Linked DNA regions of Rattus norvegicus: region 2 is linked to region 1. A link is a contact called in public Hi-C data. All regions are on one chromosome and are shown on one strand. Each heading gives the region's core, a stretch centred on a gene start, on an enhancer-like site or on the middle of the called end of the contact. The rest is flanking DNA. Distances are from core to core; before and after follow the strand shown.

Region 1 (3,013 bases), core at 291-2,790:
ATAAGAATCTCAATAAAATACATGAAATTAGATTGGTTGCAGAAGAACCAAGCACTGTTCCTCTATAATTCTGTGGAACACTTTGCTAGACTTGCACCTATCTAAATGCACACCTTTGAAAATCACCCAGTTTAGTTCTCTAGTGCTCTCACTACTGCACCAACACAGCATTTTTCATCCTCCATCAAGATGTGGTGTGTGTGTGTGTGTGTGTGTGTGTGTGTGTCACGTATGCTTTGCCAACCCTAGTTCACTTATCCTTCAGAACTACTTGTTAAGCCCTAGACAGTCTCTACTTCTAACTACTGTACCAGTGTTCAAAGTTGTATTTAAGACTTTTTTTTTTCATTTTTCCTAGGTCTGGAGTGATGGCTCAGTGGTTTAGAGAACTTAACTACTCTTACAGAAGACCTGGAGACCAGTTGTTACCTGCATCAGGTACCTCTCAAGCACCGGTGATTCCAGTTCATGCAGTCCAGTTCCCTCTTGCATCCATGTATGTGATGCACAAAAACTCATACACACACACACACACACACACACACACACAAATAAAAATACACCATTTTTTCCATTTTAATGTTTATTTTAGCATTGACTTAAAAAAGTTTTACAGGCTATACTCATGTTTCATAGTGCCCGAGGGAGCTTTTGTAAACCTTAATTTTCAGTAAAATTTTGTACTTGAAAATAAAGACAAGTCCCGTTTTATCAGTTTTTAATAAAAAATTACCTTGTTTTAAACGATGTCGGTTTTATTTTGTAATATTCATTTGTACCTTTTGCACTAATAATGTACTTCTCGACATGATCCAAGACGAAACTGCTTCTTTGAAGGATAAGTATAGCAAATTTTATTATGCGCAAATTTATTGTCAAGTTTTTCTGTTCATAACGCTAGTGATAATGAAGTTTCTATTAGAATTGCTCCTTTCAGATCAAGTGTATTCAAAGGAATACGAACAGACACAGGGTGAGACTAATACCAGGTTCTTCATGTTCCCTTAAAAAATGGGGGAAGGGGAATTAGCGACATTTCACGGAGCCCTGAACCCTTAATTACTAATAATCAGTAGGAATCTGCCACTTCCTAAACCCAGCTCGCCCGGCGCAGCTTTTCTCATCAGAGGCCACAACCTATTTCGACACACTGTGCAGGAAAAGGACGGCTCCAGAGTGACCTGAAAAAGGATCAAAGGCTATAAACCGCTTCAAACGCGGAAAAAAGATCACTCAACTCCCAAGGAGACCAGAAGCTTTCATTGGCCACATTTGAAAAGAAGGTGACTCCCTAACGCGCTCGCCTGACGCATAGCAAGACACTGCCCTCGGGGTCCAAAGTGATTAACAGGTAGCAAGAGTAGAGCCCCGGACGGCCGGAAGTGGAAGTGAGCCCGGGCGGGGAAGAGCACAGGCTACACCAGACCTGCGCAGCCCGCAGGCATCTCAGTGCGCAGGCGCACCTGGGCGTGGCTGGGTGACGCTAGGAGCGTGGGTTGCGACTCTCGCGGATCCGGTTCCGCCCTCCCTCTCTCAGCCCACCCTACCGAAAGAGCGCCCGAGATCCCTTTCCCAGAGTGCTCCGCGCCGTGAAGAAGCGGCTCCCGGGGACTGGGGGCATTTTGTGTTGGCTGGAGCTGGAGTAACAAGATGGCGGCATCGGCGGAGTGACGGGTTCCCTCCGGGCCGGAGCCGGCGGCAGTGGTGGCAGCGGTACTGCCGCCCTAATTCACCGCGCCCCTTCCCCAGCCCGCGACGTCGCCGCGAACAAGAAACAGCGGCGGCCGCCCAAATAGCAAGTGGCCGAGCTTCAGCAGCCGCGACCACCCTTAACTAACTGCGGCCAGGCCCTCAGCGAGCGGCGGCGATCCGGCTTCTCTCAGCCGCCTTTGCGCCCTGAAACGCCAACAAAGCCTTGGTTTTAGGTTGCCTGCCGCGCTCCTCAGATCTGCCGGGTGGAACAGCCCCGGAGGCTTCCATCCTCTTCCAGAGGTGTCGGGGCTTGGCCCCCGCCTCCATCTTCGCGTCTCAGGATGGCGAGCAGCAGCGGCTCCAAGGCCGAATTTATCGTCGGTGGGAAATACAAACTGGTGCGGAAGATCGGATCTGGTTCCTTCGGGGACATTTATCTAGCGATCAACATCACCAATGGCGAGGTAATCACCCGGTTCTGGGGGAACGTTAACGCTGGGCTTTTTTTCACCCCCAACCCCCCTAAGTACTCCAAACCTTCCCACTGCACGCACGCACGCACGCACTAGGGAGTCCAGAGCGAGCCAGTTTTCCTGGCTTAGCAGCCTCCCCCACTATTTCCCTAAAAAGGAAAAACCCGATAGAAAGGGAGGGTAAGCTCTGAGGTTTCCCACCTTGTTCAAAGTATTTCATTTTAACCGTTATTTAAGAGGAGAAGGGCGAAGTCGTGTATGATCGCCATGGTTTTCTTTGTATTTCTCAAATTTAATCTGGGGTTCTTGTTCCAGTTAGAACAGTTTCCTTTTAAAAGTCTCGCCTTACGTTCCAAGGTTGCCTGTTTTCTGGATGACTCCTTTTGTTTCACTCACTTTAGATTTAGAGGACATGCCCGTCTCTTCACGTCCTCATAGTGGCAACTGGAAGCAAGCATTGCTAACATTTCTCGTTTCCCAAGTGAGTTTGAATCCGTAGGGATTTTGATACCATCGTCCCCTTTCCTCTGCAGGAAGTGGCAGTGAAACTAGAATCCCAGAAGGCCAGGCATCCCCAGTTGCTGTACGAGAGCAAACTGTATAAGATTCTTCAAGGTGGGGTTGGCATCCCTCACATACGGTAAGAACCTTGAGCACGTAGTCGATCGCTGGGAATTGCGAAATGGTGAAAGGGGTTGAGGCTGGTAATTGGACGCGATGAATCGGTCTTGGTACTGCGTCCTCCAGATTCCATAGTTAACCGTAATCGTTGAGTAATTTTTAGTTCTCCAACTTAGTTGAAATTTTGTTGTACTGCTGCATTCAGCTTCTGTCATTTTTCCGCTTCC
Region 2 (2,853 bases), core at 56-2,555, 360 kb after region 1:
ATTTGTAGAAAGACCTTGTCAGTTCTTGATCAGAAAGGTCTCTGATTTATCCCTCCAGATCTCATAGCTGAGCAATCTGAGATGTAGAGTTGGGACTAAGCCCAAAAGTCAGAACCCCCAACTGGGAATGCTTGCAGGGAGCCTCTGCTTCCACCGTCGGATTTGGTACCGAGATGACCCCAGCCAGCAAGTTGAAAACAGAGCCAGACAGTGCCAGTTGAACACAATCATGCCCTCCTAGGGTAATGCCTGGGTCACATTAACCCAACCAGGGCCTTCCTGGGTTGCTTGAGTGCATTTCATGATATCCAGGGCCCTAAGTGTCCGGGCCAGGCTCTGCAGGGCAGTTACTGCCAAAGCTGTTGCTCAGAGGGTTTGCCACTTCCTCTCATTCTCCTGTAGGCTAAGCAGCCTCCAGGTCGGTAGGGAACCAGCCTGGACCACTGAGGGAACAGGAGCTGGATCTTCCTCAGGACCTAAAGGTGGCTTCATGAGGATTTGTTTATCAAATTGCTCTTTGCCATCCAAGGTCCGCCCAGGTCCGCCCACGGCCTCTCTGCTCTTCCCGGGACAAGCAGGGCCTCCGTGGATTTACAGATGTGGGCATGGAGGTCTCCTGGGAGCCCCCCACAGTCAGACAATGGCCACACTACTGCTTCTTAGGCCTTTCCAGGCATAGCTAGGAGACAGCAGTTTTCCCGACAGAGGCAACTGGCGCTGCCGATTAAACATTAGCAAAATCATCAGGAAAAGGCAGACCTCAAAGCTCTCCCTGTGCCAGGGAGCTCCGAAAGCACCCGAAGAAGAAGGAGTCAGGTGTCCCCGCGGATACCGGCTTCCTTCCTCTTTCCAGGCAGCCCGGGCGCAGGCTCCTGAACCTCCCGCCCCCACCCCTGTTCCCATGGCAAAGGAGAGGAGGATCCACTTACTGCTCGTGTTCATGGTGATGCCTTTGCTCTGGGTCGTTCATTCAAAACGGAGGCCCGGGTTGCTTTTTAAATCTTGTGTTCTTCTCCTGGCCTCACTCATCACCTAAGGGTGAAAAGGCAGAGCAGGGCCAGCTGTGTATCCTCAGGTGCGCTCTCCCCCTGCTGGCCCCTCTCCGTCTGGGCTGGAGCCGCTGGCCTTTAAGGCGAGTGGACGAACAGGGCAGGTGAACAGAGAGGAGGGGCAGGCGAGGAGGACTCAGGTGCTTCGTCCTCAGCACCTGGGACCCGAACCCCGGGCAGTAGCGAGGCTGGCAGCGCCGGCTCGTGCGCACCCCGCGTTATCCCAGCCGGCAGGCTGCGGAGCCCGAAGGGGGTGTGGACCACAGGGAGGCAGGGCGGAGGCAGCGCGTCCCCGCCCGGCCTCGGGAGCAGCGACCCGCCCCGGGACCCACCTCTTGTCCAGTTTTGGGAGCCAGAGGCCCCTGCCCCGGCCCCTGCAAGTGGCTCATGAATCCCGCTGGTCGTCTGGGGTCTGGGATGCCAGGGCGAGCCAGGCGAAACCTGAGAGCTCGCCATCCATGATGTGGGCTCGCAGCTTGGCAGCTCGGGGGGCGCGGCCGCTCGCTGCTGCCACCTGCTGGACGCGCCGGCGCGTGTCTGAGGCTCCGCCCTGCAGGGCATTCTGCCTGAGTGCTGGGGTGGTGGGAAGAAAAAAAAAAAAAAAACACCAACTCCACCCCCTCCCCTAAAAAAAAAAAAACGGGACCCTGATGTCCTGAGGGCAGTAGTACGGGCGGGTGGGGTGGGGGTGAACCTGGGACCTAGGGGGTGAGCCGATATAAGGAAGGAAAGAGGAAAGTTATCACTTAGAAGGAGAGACTGGATTTGCTGGAGTTTGAGCTCCCAACTCAGCCCAGGGCTGACAAGCTGGGTGCAGTTTAGCTTTGAGCAGGTTCCTACTGAACTGGATCCTGAGGTAGCTGTGTCAGTAAATAAGACAGATGCTCAGGATGCCGTTTTCCTTTCAGCTCGTGTCCCCGTTCCCCTACTTACTCTCTTGATTTCTGGGATCACTAGATTAATTTGCTCTGACAGCCTACCTCCCCTGTCGCACAAGCAACGTTCACTGTATGACAAAAAAAGGGTCTTTTCAGTAGACCTCCTCCATCAGGGCCTGGCACAGTAGGTATCAGTATTTGTCGGAAAAAAAATGACCCTTGTGTTATGTGACCCTAATATACCCCAACCCTAATTGTGGGAGGTCTAAGCATCTTCACCCTGTTGCTCTCTCCCATCTGAGGAAGGCAGCAGGTACATAGCCTCATGATGCTGGGTCACCTCCGCTTTTGTACAGCTAACTTACCTCGAGTTGTTGTTATTGTTATAGCAATTAGTTGTCATGGCTATTTTCTGAATTCTTTGGTGACAACCGGCCAACATAAGGTGGAGGCTCTTCACATTCCTATGACTGCCAACTCTGGCATTTCCTTAGCCTAATTCATGCTTACAAAAATGTAACAAATAACCAGACTAGAGACCGTATATACCATCCTGGTCTATACAGTGACTCCAGAGGGGACATGTGTGAACTCAGAAAACTGAATGTTCATACTCTCGGAGTTCGAAATTCTAGGGCACAGCGTCTTTTTGCAAACCTGACCCCTCTAGGTTAACTAGACATTCTCTGTGAGAACGACTGCACGTACTTGAGTCTGAGGTCTCTGGTTAAGGTGCAGTAGCTGCCTTCTTAACACTGGAGAGAAGACACCTTATGGATAAATGTAAGGTCTGTCCCTGGCGCCGCTGAGACTGTTGCTATGTCCTAAATGCATGGTAGTGGCTGAGGACCCTTTAGATAACTTGAGGTGTCAATGGATTCCACACTCACTCTGCTGGTGTGTCGTGATTGCCTTTCCCTCTGAGG

Evidence for each region. A called contact is a pair of places that touch in the nucleus more often than the background predicts.
Region 2: a contact with region 1 is called in a Hi-C map of kidney, with 8 times the contacts expected there. The contact joins the promoter of Ablim3 here to the promoter of Csnk1a1 in region 1. A contact is called at or near these places in 4 of 12 Hi-C or Micro-C datasets (hepatocytes, kidney, mammary epithelial cells and 1 more).

What each region holds. Positions count from the first base shown.
Region 1 is chr18:57,285,872-57,288,884 of GRCr8, forward strand. Csnk1a1 (casein kinase 1, alpha 1) reads left to right here and starts at 1,541. Exons shown (of 10, transcript NM_053615.2): 1 at 1,541-2,156; 2 at 2,699-2,805. The coding sequence starts at 2,034.
Region 2 is chr18:57,645,405-57,648,257 of GRCr8, forward strand. It overlaps Ablim3 (actin binding LIM protein family, member 3), which reads right to left and starts at 1,306. Exons shown (of 23, transcript NM_001191698.1): 1 at 930-1,306. The coding sequence starts at 942.